Linked DNA regions of Danio rerio: regions 2 and 3 are each linked to region 1. A link is a contact called in public HiCAR-type and Micro-C data. All regions are on one chromosome and are shown on one strand. The core of a region is the stretch at or near the end of the contact, and the rest is flanking DNA. Distances in the headings are between cores, read along the strand shown.

Region 1 (4,220 bases), core at 1,114-3,613:
TCAATCTGCTTAAACTTGTAAAAACAAATAAGTTAACTTAATTCTTTCATGTTGTCTCAATGCAAATTAATTGTGTGAGAGCCATCATTTCTTACAGTGTATAAGGATTTATTAGTTAGTATTCACTAACATGAATAAAGTATGAAGCATTTATTAATAGTAATTCAACATTTGCTACTTATTATCAAAGTTGTGCTCGTTAACATAATTCACTGTGAGTTAACTAGATTTAACAATGAATGCCTGTATTTTAATTTCTAATGCTGAATTAAATACATTGTTCATTGTTGGTTTATGTTAGTAAATACACTTAAAAACATTGTCTAACAAAGATTAACTAATGAGACCTTATTGCAAAATGTTACAGTGCACCGTAATAATGGGGTCTGCATTACAATATAAAGTTGATATTACAGTACATACATTTATTACTATACAAATAAGATTAATGTAGGTGTCTTAATAATGTTTAAACTTAAACTGTAACTATAGAGCTTTTTGTATCCAGCATATTGTAATGATGTCAGCAAAATTATCAGAAATTTAAAATTAGCAAGCATTAGCCATTCTGTTTGATAGTTATTTAAAATGTAAAAGTAAATAAAAGTAAAAGTGAAGTTTACCAAACTGTGCTACTATCAAATAAAGCCCAACTGACTCTGAAATACAGTTTAAGTCAAAATCATTAGCCACCCCTTTGATTTATTTATTTTTTTATATTTTCCAAATTATCTTTAACAGAGCAAGGACATTTTCACAGTTGTCTGATAATATTTTTTCTTCTGGAGAAAGTCTTATATATATATATATATATATATATATATATATATATATATATATATATATATATATATATATATATTTTTTTTTTTTTTTTTCCGGCTTGAATGAAAGCAGTTCTTAATTTTTTAAAACCCATTTTAAGGACAAAATTATTAGCCCCTTTAAACTATATTTTTTTTCGATGGTCTACAGACCAAATCATTGTTATACAATAACTTGCCTAATTACCCTACCCTGCCTTTTATGTCACTTTAAGCTCTATAGAAATGTCTTGAAAAATATCTAATCAAATATTACTTACTGTCATCATGGCAAAGATAAAATAATTCAGTTATTAGAGATGAGTTATTAAAACTATTGTGTAGAAATATGTTGGGGAAAATCTTCTCTCCGTTAAACAGAAATTGGGGGAAAAAATAAATAAAGGGGCTAATAATTCTGACTTCAGCTGTGTATATAAGTACATAATAAAAATAAATGATAAAGTATTCACAAGTGTGCCCAATACTCATCAGTTATCAAAAATGTTACATACAGTGCACAAGTTAAGAGCTTTTCTGTTTTGACTATTTAGAATTATATAGATATTTTCATTTTTTACAATGCTGTAATAAAAAAATATATTTTTTAAATGAAAGTGTGCAGTTATGAATATTGAACTAATAAAATGATCATATTAATCATATAGTCTAAGCTTTATTTTTGACAAGTCAATAAAAAAAAAAAAAACTTTTGTAGTGCAAATCAAAATTGTGAAGTATATTTTTCCTTGAAGATATTTTAACCAAAGCAACAATTAACATCAATATCTCGTTAAAACGTGGAGAGAATTTTTACAGGATATATGAAATAGAAATGCATCTGACAAACTAAAACTATATCCTTGTCAGATCAGCTTAAAAACACTTAAATAAATAATCCTTTTATTTTTGCACAAAATCAAAGTTATTTCAGATAGTTTGTTTTTAAATGATCTTGTTTTATTTATTTTTTTTATTTAACAGAAACATGTAAACAACATCAAAAATGATAATATAATAATTGTTATGACAAATATTAACTTATTAAATTATTAAATATTATCAAATACAAATGTATTAATTTTATTAGTTTGTAAAACATAAATAAATAATTTAATATGAGCAAAGCATAGCACACCATGTTTACACATTTTCATTTTAAAGATTCTCAGGGAAACATTTGTTATATTTTATAAATATCTTTCATTTTTTTGCTTATCAACCGTTTCACAGAAGAACTCAAGAGATCAAAATCAATACTAATCGCTGTTAATATAAGCGATGACTTAGCAACTTTTTGTTTATGTATGTGACCTTTTGCCAATACAATACAAAGATTAACAATACATTCAATATCTTTTTTGGATTTGTTTTGTAATAAAAATATGACTTATTGTAAAACAATGTAACTTCGACCTATCAAGAACATATTTTGCTAAATCCAACTAGAAATGTTTTTAATGGTCATATGATCATGTTGTTGTCACTTTTAACGTCATCCTAAAAACGCCAATCACGTTTCTACAGCTCGCATACATTGTCAATAAGCCAATCATAGCTGTCTTTGGGCGGAGCGTGTGAGTTGTATAGTAGTATTGGATTACAGTCGAGTGTACAGTAGGTGAAGTTTACAAAATGCTGGCGATCAAAATCATAAATGTGTCCGTGCGTGATGTGAGATTCCCGACGTCACTGGAACAACATGGATCCGATGCAATGGTGGGTCACCTTCTTAATTCACTTCTCCATGCTGTTGAACTGTCATCTCAGAGTTGCTCGATGCACCATCAATAAAGAATCCACAACATGTAAATTGAGTATGATTGATTTGCAGCACACAGATCCAGATTATTCTGTGGCGTATGTTGTTCTGGAGACGGACAAAGCTGAACTCAAGGGTTACGGCTTGACTTTTACTGTGGGAAGAGGGACGGAAATCGGTGAGTTATCTTCACTTATCCAACAAGTATACAAATATGTCACATGATAACCGTCCAATGTCATATGATTACATTAACAACTCAAGTATGGCACCTTGTGGCGAAAATTGGTGGTGATGGAATAAAATGTTATGTATACTTGGTTGAAATTATTATTAAAATTATTAGCTCTGCTGTAAAATTGTTAATATTATGTTAACATATTATGTTACATAAAATTGACTATTAGTGTTGTTAATCCAACATCTTACAAAGATTTGTAGTCTACAGTTCATTTATTTGTAGGCCTACTGTGTATATAATATTTGCATATGTTGCATATGCAATATTTGTTATGCATATATTACAAACATGCCTTTATGTTTAAAACATGAATTTACACTAGAAAAAAAAACCTATGCATTTTACGATGAAGGTGTGTGTGGTCTTCACTGACTCGATAGGTGCTGTGTATAGTGTCAAACAGCATTGTGTGTGTGTGTGTGTGTGTGTGTGTGTGTGTGTGTGTGTGTGTCTGTGTGTGTGTGCGTGTTTGTGCGTGTATATGTGTGTTTCAAATACTTATTTATCAAATATTTAATCATTACCTACTGTCAGGGTCAGACAGATATCTCTCATATAATACAAAGTCTCTCATGATGCATTTTCTGAAATGCAGATTATATTACTTCACAAACTGTATTGTAATTAAATCAAATTAACATTTTCATATTAGTCAAAATTATTACTGAAATTATTTTAACAGCTAAAGAAATATAAATGAGCACACATGTAAATAAATAGACCTAATCATGGGCAAAAAATCTGTGGAAATCTGCAGATTTCTGCATGCACAGATTCCGTGTAGGCCTACTTGTTGTATGTAGTTTCAAATGAAATTATTACTCCGGTCATTATTGCTTTTATTACTATTACATTAAAAATAATAATAATTATTATTATTAATATTAGAGTGATGTTTAAAAGATCATGTGATTGAAGCTTGAAGCAATGAAGCTGAATTTTTTTTTTAATCACTGGAATAAATGATTAAATTAAATGATAAACTACTTTTTATTATTTTATAGTGCAAAACATTTTACAACGTGTACTGTATTTTGATCAAATAAATGCAGCCTTGGTGAGCAGGAGAAGATTATTTTAAAACATCTAAAAATCCTACTCACCCCAGACTTTTGACCAATAGTGTACTTGTCATATATATGTCAAGTTGAGCTTTATTGTAATACCACTACATGTGTGAACATACTGAGGAGCGAAATGTCATGTTTCGAAGGACGACGGTGATCCATAATAATAAATATAAGCACAACACTGGACATACAGACAAAAAGAAAAACATATGCATAACTAACATCTACTAAAAGGTACTTATCTATACTCATCTAATAATGCAAATATATTGTTTTTGTGTGTATGAGTGTGTGTATTTATACAATGAAAACTCACAAAACACGTTTATATATTATGTAAATAC
Region 2 (4,220 bases), core at 768-3,267, 290 kb before region 1:
AGGTCTGTTGGCTGCAGCGATATATAATCTTGGCCCTGCCCATTTGGAGCTGGCTCAAAGCTTCGTTTATATGAAAAAGCCTAAAGGCTAGTGCCAACACTGTCACCTTCACAGTACACAGACAAGGATCTAAATGTGATTGGTTGTAAAATGCCCATGCCTCACATGATCTAAGTTAGCTGTTATGATTTCTATCAATGGTATATAATGCAGACGTTCCCATCTCCCAGTAAGACATTCTACCTTTAGGGTTCCCCACAGATAGTGTAATGGCAGAGGACTAAATTCACTAGAAATGTAGAAATATTAATGCGCACTTGTGCACAGATTGTTTTAGGAGTTTTTAGGTAAGGCTGAGCTTGTATAAAAACATTTTTTTTTAAATTTGGAGATGTGAACACAAGATGTCAACAAAAGGGATAGTTTACCCCAAAATTATAAGCCATCATTTACTCACCCTCAAGTAAAAAACACTCATCCAAAAGAAGATACTTTGACAAATATTGGAAACCTGTAACCATTGATTTCCATAGTATTTATTGATCTATTATGGATGGCAATGGTTACAGGTTTCCCACATTCTTAAAAATATCTGCTTTTTGTGTTCAAAGTCAAACTGGTTTAAAACAAGTTGAAGGTGGGTAAATAATGGCATGCAGAATTTTCTTTTTTGGTGGTTAAGTGACTGTTAAACCTTCACATTGTGAACAGCCTTACCTTAAGGATTCATTCATTCATTTTCTTTTCGGCTTGGTCCCTTTATTAATCTGGGGTCGCCACAGCCAACTTATCCAGCATATGTTTCACACAGCGGATGCCCTTCCAGTTGCAACCCATCTCTGGGAAACATCCATACACACTCATTCACACACATGCACTACAGACAGTTTAGCCCACCCAATTCAACTGTACCACATGTCTTTGGGCTGTGGTGGAAACCTGAGCACCCAAAGGAAGCCCACACGAATGCAAAGAGATCATGCGAACTCCACACAGAAACACCAACTGACCCAGCCCAGGCTCGAACCAGTGACCTTCTTGCTGTGAGGCGACAGCACCTACTGCACCACTGCATCACCCATTTACCCTAACCAGTTTTTCTGCAATCTACAGTTCCTCGATAAATGACAGTATTGCTTTATAAATTGCTTGACTTGTCATGTTAAGCAATTTATACAGAAATTATGTCATTTATCAAATTATATATATATATATATATATATATATATATATATATATATATATATATATATATATATATATATATATATATATATATCACAGTATATCTGATAACATTTTTTTTTCTTCTGGAGTCTTATTTGTTTAATTTCAGCTAGAATAAAAGCAGCTATGAATGTTTTAAACACTATTTTAAGGACAAAATTATTAGCCCCTTAAAGCTAATTTTTTTTGATAGTCTGCAGAACAAACAATCATTATACAATAACTTGCCTAATTACCCTAACCTCCCTAGTTAACCTAATTAACCTAGTTAAGCCTTTAAATGTCACTTTGAGCTGTATAGAAGTGCTTTGAAAAATAACTAGTAAAATGTTATTTACTGTCATCATGGCAAAGATAAAAGAATTCATTTATTAGAAATGAGTTATTAAAAGTATCATGTTTAGAAATGTGTTGAAAAAAATCTTCTCTCCGCTAAACAGAAATTGGAAAAAATAAACAGGGGGCTAATAATTCTGACTTCAACTGTATAGATAAATATAAACAGCAGGACCTGAAGGCAATAATGCTGTCATAGTTTGAAGTAATATTAATGCTATATCTATTATTATTGCCTTTGAACCAATGGCTTTCACTGTTTTATTACAATAGGTTTTATGGTTTACGCTGTGTCTATTAAAAGGATAGTTTACCCAAAAATGAAAGTTCATATAAGATGTAATCATATACTCCACTAAGTCTAAAGCGGTCTTGAGTTTCATTCTTGTTAAACAAAAAATAAGATGTGTTAGTGATAATGATTTCAGAGCAGGTTCTTGTTTTGCCTTTAGATGGTGCCAAGGAGCTGTCTTTGTGGTCACTCCCAAAGGCTTCTTATGTTGACAGGGAACAAACCCTTTTTTTTTTACCTTTAACAAGATGCAAGTAAAAACATGCAAGAAATATATGAGATGTTTATACCATGAGAAGTATTGCTTTTTACCATGGATCAATTCAAACTATTTCTTTTTTTTTTTGTAGAAAAAGAGCAAGACCTTTCTGAGGAATGAATGAGATTGGTTTCTCTTTCCCTCTCTCTCTTATAAATAATACTCTATTCATTTATTTATTTAATCACTTTCTTGTTGGCTTAGTCCCTTTATTAATCACGGGTCGCATCAGATGCCCTTCCAGCTGCAACCCATCTCTGGGAAATAATACTCTATTCTACTCAACACAATAAACCATTAAGTTCAGCAAAGAAACTCAACATTGCTTCATTACAAGTTCTAAAAACTATTGGTCGATATATCAGCACATCTCCAGTAACAAACCTTTAGAAAACTGGACTTTTGGCTCAAAACTACGAAGGTTCAGTGACCTAAATATAGTGACATTAAAAATATTAAATGGTCAGATTCTCGTTTACTGACTTGACAGAGTGATATAAAAATGAATTCCTAAGAAGTACATGGTAGACATCATTTCTGTCATTATTTTTCATGTTTTCATTTGCTTCCAAAGAAACACAGTCTATATACATTCTTTCACATCCTGTAATGCTGTAATAACTACCAGCCCTAGGCATGTTTTCAAGCTTGCTAAACTTGACCCACAGTAAAAGTCCAGCTTAGCTTATGTGTTTTAGTGAGGGCTTTCATGTGGAAAAAGACCCTGTAATAACCTTTATATGTCCCATCGTCTTGTTCATAAATACATAACTTTCTTCCCTCCCTTGGAATTTGCCTAAAAGGAAGTTGGCTACTTATAGAAACCTGTCTAGTGGCTTTGTCATGCAATGAAAATAAAGCATTCCCTTAACTCTTTACTGTACACCCCAAGTGCTTAAACCTCTTATCCTCCAAAGCCGAATCTCCATCTTTCAGTGATCGTCATCTTCATGCAATGATCAGTCCCCTGATCCCCGTGCTGCGCTAGTGTCTGAAGGCAAAGGGAAAGACTTGATTGTTTTATGTTCAATCTATTAAATTTGTAAAAACATTAAAGTTAACCTAATCGATTTGTGTTGGGACAATATGATGGAATTGTCAAAACCCAGCATTTTTAGACTGGATGCACAGAAAGGAAAATTCCGGGCGGAAATGGAATATTCTAGATGCACTTGGTCAAAATCCCAAACAGAATATGGTTTGTAATAGTTATTTATTATTGTATTACACAATAGCAATTTTCTCGGCAAATTCCAATTTCTTTTAGTGTGAACTGCCATTGCAGATTTCAGTTTTCTAAATGATAATTATTATTCTATATCATTATAGGCTGTCTGGAATACTCGCTTCTGATTGATTCAATCGTGACATCCCAAGGCATGTTATTCCAAGTTAACAACTGCTAAATAATGCAGGCCAGACCCGGATTGGCTAATCGGGAGGACCGGGAGAATTCCCTGTGGGCCGGTCCGTTTTTTGGCCGCGAGGGCCGGTGTCCCTAGCTGCTTGCACTCTCAGCAGTCACACTCTTTTCATTTATTCATGTATTTGACCAAAGCCTCACTCTTTTTATTCATTATTTTGCCACAGATCCGCTCTTTTTATTTATTTTCTCGCAGACCCGTGAGCAAAATGCAGCCCGCAGGGTAATAATGACCTAATAGTAAATCATCATTCTACCCCAAACAGCGGCACCTTAGTTAATATACGAATTCAAATAATTAATATTAATGAATAATACACCTGCTCAATGAAAATCAGATGATTCACTACTTAATAAGTCTGATATAATTTTATCAGAAATCTTAAAGGGGAGAAAAAGATCGAGGTGGGTCACAGTGCAATATATATTTTTCTTAACAACACAACAGTGCCATTGTGGTCCAGTGGTCAGCGCGTTGTGTTTCTATGCTGCTGACCCGTGTTCGAATCTCACCTGAATATATTTTATTATATAATTTAAATTTTTATTGTTAAGACATATAATACTGTTAGGGTTGTTGAACATTTGAAGTTCTAAAGCAGCTGTTTTCTTGAAAAAGACGCGGTAGTGTCATTAGAAACTGAATTGGAAATGACCTTATTTTAATATAGTCAGTCGTAAAC
Region 3 (4,220 bases), core at 849-3,348, 270 kb before region 1:
CACAGCATCATTTGAATACGTTACAAATCTATTTATCAACATATATACTAATGACACAACCACTGACTGTATTGATCTTACTAACTTATTAAATTTGTTATTTCCCAACAATTTATATTTCTTTATTTTATTTTTTATTAGTACTGTCTCACTGTGGCAACTAATATCTGAGGTAACTTTTACAAACAGCATATTCAAAGACTTTTTAAAGCATCATAACTTTAAATCAAGCTCCTTTGTAATTTACACCCCAGCTTATTTAGTGTGTGAAAGTCCTTACTGTACTTAACAATTCACTTCACCTAAAAATGTCACAGTAAAAAATACCATTTAAAAACAGACATGTTCTAAGAACGTGAATAAAATTTGTTGATTTCAATGCAGGTAATACTCAAGTGCAGTTTCTGAAATATTAATAAAATGCACATTATTTGTCAGCGTTACTGTACTAGACTTAAATTTAAGATTTTAAAATGAAGAATTTCTCAGTTTTCTAAACAGTTTTTAACAGCAGTAAAATTGTTTAAATTACATAACAAATTTTATTTCATATTTAATTCAAGCACTTTTAATGACCTATGTTTGTTTTTAGGTACTTGTCAGGCCTTGAATAAATACGTGTAAAATTCATTTACTTTCAAAAAGTGTGGGACCCCTTTGGTTTGTATTTTCCTAAACAGCACCATTTTCAGTGTAGTTATTTATTTATATGCTTACATAACTACCTATTTGCCGTTATGGCTGTACTATTAATTCTACTGATTACACAATAAATATGTTATTTATAGTAAAATTTAAATAATTGAATACTTGTCATGGTGTATGCAGCTGATGTCAAAATGATTTACCCCATTATTAACCCCCATTTGATATATATATATATTTTTTTATTATTATTTGTATTTTTGAATATTTACCCAAATGATGTTAACAGAGCAAGTAATTTTTCACTGTATGTCTGATAATGTTTTTTTATTTGTTTTATTTCGGCTAGAATAAAAGCAGTTTTTATTTTTTTTTAAACCATTTTAAGGACAAAATTATTAGCCCCTTTCAGCTATTTTTTTGATACAGTCTACAGAACAAACCATCATTATAGAAATAACTCGCCTGATTACTCTAACCTGCCTAGGTAACCCAAATTAACCAAGTTAACCCTTAAAATTTCCCATTAATCTGTATAGAAGTGTCTTGAAAAATATCTAATCAAATATTATGTGCTGTTATCATGGCAAAGATAAAATAAATCAGTAATAAGAAATGAGTTATTAAAACTATTATGTTCAGAAAGGTGTTATTTTTTTCTCTTCGTTAAACATAAGATGGGGAAAAAATAAACAGGGGGGCTAATAATTCTGGCTTCAACTGCACTTAAAATGTGTAAAAGCATCTGCAATTAAATGTGCCAAAGTTATTTGCATAAACTGTGGAGACAATTTAGAGATTTTATTGATTTAAATGCATACTCTAGTGGCTAATACTATGTTATAAAATCTATTCATCAATGTGTTGACATATCAGTTCATCTGCCCATTCTACTAACAGTAATTTATCACCAGCTCATATCACTTTAGTTTTGTAATTATTTCAAGAACAACACTTACACCCTGACCTGTACTTTTTAGTAACATAAGTAGACCCCTTCAAAATAGCCTATTAACGTTACAGTATTTACACTATTATTTTAACCGTTCTCGAGCATTAAAGTTGTCTTCCATGCACTACACTGGTGCAGGCCAAACTAACACAACGACTCCAAAGCAAATAATTTTTCGTTCTCTACCTTCTTTATCTGTTAATCTAGTCTGTAAACATCGTTTCTTACCTCGCAAAAGAAACAGCACCAAAATAAAACTATCATACCGTCCACCTTTCTCTACCACTGGCGCGATGAGGGCAGCTGCCGTAAACATTTAAATGTTGTGACAGAAAATGTCGTGCTTTTACACCCTTTGCGACAGTCTTTAAGGGGCGGATCAGACGTACACGCCTCTTTCTCAAGCTCGTCGTTGATTGGCTTGTTGTCGTGACGCGTCTAGTTACGTATTTGTTCTGTGAAAGGCAGCCACCGCCCATCGCCGCAGCTGACCCCGCCCATCCGCCGAGTCCAAGAGCCGCAGCGAGTACGCGCAGCGCGCGCTTGAACGCTGATGAGAAGCAGCACTGATTAAGCAGAAAAAACAGAAAGGAGTTTCAGCGAGCGACTCCCACGAGAAAAGAAACGGCGCACTGTTAGGAATTTTCAATGGGGAAAAAGCCTGTAGTTTTCTTTTAATCAAAATGGCACAACGGCACGCATGTTTGGACACGGGAAAGTTGCAAAGGACAATCTGAGAGAGACCTTTCTGGGATATTAGAGCTGCGCTGGATTTGATCTGTCCTTAAAGGAGAAGCGCAGCACACTGGATTTTTACACTGAGCTCATAGAGGTGAGGTTTATTCTGTGTTGTTTTTGCACTTATGCTGTCGGCGAACTTATCGTTCCCATTAACCCGACCCGCTGTTGAATCGAAGTTCCCCAGCAGCAGTGGGAGCGAGCGAGACATCAGAGTTTCATCCCTTGCTTTATGTCTGCTTGTCGGGACGTTTGCGCGCTAACTCGTGGCATACGTGCATCACCAAATTGTGATATTTCTCTTGCTTCAGTGTCAGTAGACACCAGGGTAACCGGCGAAGGGTGATATGAGTGTACTTATGTTAGAATAACTTTGAGCTGACATTATAGAGCCGCTGAGTAAACCCCTTTTGAAGTGTGACAGATGTCCTGGGTGGAGACAACGAGGATGATGATGATGATGATGGTGCATGTATTATTGAAGACTTACTTCACCCCAGCACTGCAGTAATCACGGGGCAAATCTGCACAGTCATCCGGACCCTGTCACAATGTTTCATTTCCCTTTCATTCACTGGTCTATTTTTGGACAATCAGTGGTCCTAGTAGTATTTGTGGACTTAAGGGTGTATCGATGCCATTGCATTTATTTGGTGGACTAGTATACAAAGTTGCTACTGTTAACAAATGATACTGCTGCTTTTTTGTTTTATAAATTTGTCTTAGTCAGTTTGTTTGACCTTTATTCATCTGATGTTGCAGTGATTTGAATAGTGGATGTGTGAAGTTCACTTTTAGGTGTTCTCAGAGTAGCCAGAAATGTTCATCACGTTAGCAACATTTGACATTGAGGTTAAGTTGGTTTTATATGTGCACATTCGTTCAGTGACAACTTTTGACATGCTCCCTGTATTGTTTACCATGGTTCTTTATAAACCATTTTGAGGGATGTAAACAAAAACAATGGTCCCAAAGAATTTCCTGTTTTACATCTTTAGTTTCTATAGCTTACGACAATCCAAAAAAGAGCCACATCTTGATAAATAATTTTATGATAGCCGTTTTGACATTAAGTTATGTTTAAATTGCCCATTGTTACAGTTAAGGGCCAATGACATGACCAGATTGAAATGGTCTATATTTGGTACATATATTTGGTCTGAAGTCACATGCAAGTATGACTTCAAAACAACATTAGCACTATTCATTTGACTGTGAACAATGTTGTCCTTTGATAGTCATTGGCTGCTACTATGATATGACTATATAGAATTAGCACTTTTCTGAAATTATATTATTAAGGAGAATGTCCAAACGTGTGAATATAAACCAACTGCACCTCAATGCATTTGACAGTCACAGAGGGATTTTTGTCTTTACTACATATAATATAGCTGACGTTGATCATTTGAATTGGAAACAAATACTTTTGTTTCACCTGGGGAGTGCTTGTGCTTTTAAATCAACAGCAGCAGCAGCAACAACACGACATGGTTTGTTTTCAAAAGAAGTCCAAATATTTTACATGTGTGCAAATACGTTTTAGGATTACATATTCGTGTTGTTATGGTGTTTTGGAGCGACAGAGGAAAGTTTACTGTTTGTTTGTGAGAGTGTTGTTTTCCCAGCAGAGCAGCACAGGTGATCTGAGGAATGTGAAGGGTCTGGCTCAGCTGTTAAGGCGGTCTGAGAGATTGTGCCAAGACATGACTTTACTCCGACAACTGGCTTTGTATATAACATACGAAATGTGCTAAAAGCCTCCCAGTGTGCTCAGTCAGAGAGCTGTCTGCATGCTTTCGAATCAGATCCATGTAATGTTTGAAATAAAGCTTTTCTGAATGCACACACTAACAAAATCAGACACATTCAGCAGTAAAATACT

The links. Hi-C and Micro-C count contacts between places; a contact is called where the count stands out from the background. HiCAR-type assays count read pairs that join an accessible place to other places.
Region 2: a Micro-C map of caudal fin shows a contact between it and region 1, with 5 times the contacts expected there. The contact joins the enhancer-like site here to the promoter of enosf1 in region 1. A contact is called at or near these places in 2 of 18 Hi-C or Micro-C datasets (caudal fin and hematopoietic stem cells) and 1 of 4 datasets of contacts at active chromatin or transcription factors (caudal fin).
Region 3: a contact with region 1 is called in a HiCAR-type map of caudal fin, with 5 times the contacts expected there. The contact joins the promoter of myo9aa here to the promoter of enosf1 in region 1. A contact is called at or near these places in 2 of 18 Hi-C or Micro-C datasets (hematopoietic stem cells and an unstated tissue) and 1 of 4 datasets of contacts at active chromatin or transcription factors (caudal fin).

Annotation. Positions count from the first base shown.
Region 1 is chr7:58,097,936-58,102,155 of GRCz12tu, forward strand. enosf1 (enolase superfamily member 1) reads left to right here and starts at 2,364. Exons shown (of 15, transcript NM_001076742.2): 1 at 2,364-2,522; 2 at 2,638-2,743. The coding sequence starts at 2,439. The region is part of intron 23 of adamts7 (a disintegrin-like and metallopeptidase (reprolysin type) with thrombospondin type 1 motif, 7); the gene reads right to left.
Region 2 is chr7:57,804,459-57,808,678 of GRCz12tu, forward strand. The region is part of intron 23 of adamts7 (a disintegrin-like and metallopeptidase (reprolysin type) with thrombospondin type 1 motif, 7); the gene reads right to left. Among named protein-coding and RNA genes, the nearest start is that of senp8, 19 kb to the right of the region's middle. Within about 2 kb of position 2,018, at least 2 of the 62 cell types and tissues checked have an H3K27ac peak or open chromatin away from gene starts, as enhancers often do. A contact at or near this core is called in caudal fin, where this site is marked.
Region 3 is chr7:57,823,406-57,827,625 of GRCz12tu, forward strand. myo9aa (myosin IXAa) reads left to right here and starts at 2,099. Exons shown (of 43, transcript NM_001423815.1): 1 at 2,099-2,429. All of the region lies in intron 23 of adamts7 (a disintegrin-like and metallopeptidase (reprolysin type) with thrombospondin type 1 motif, 7), which reads right to left. senp8 (SUMO peptidase family member, NEDD8 specific) reads right to left here and starts at 1,919. Exons shown (of 2, transcript NM_001077165.1): 1 at 1,826-1,919.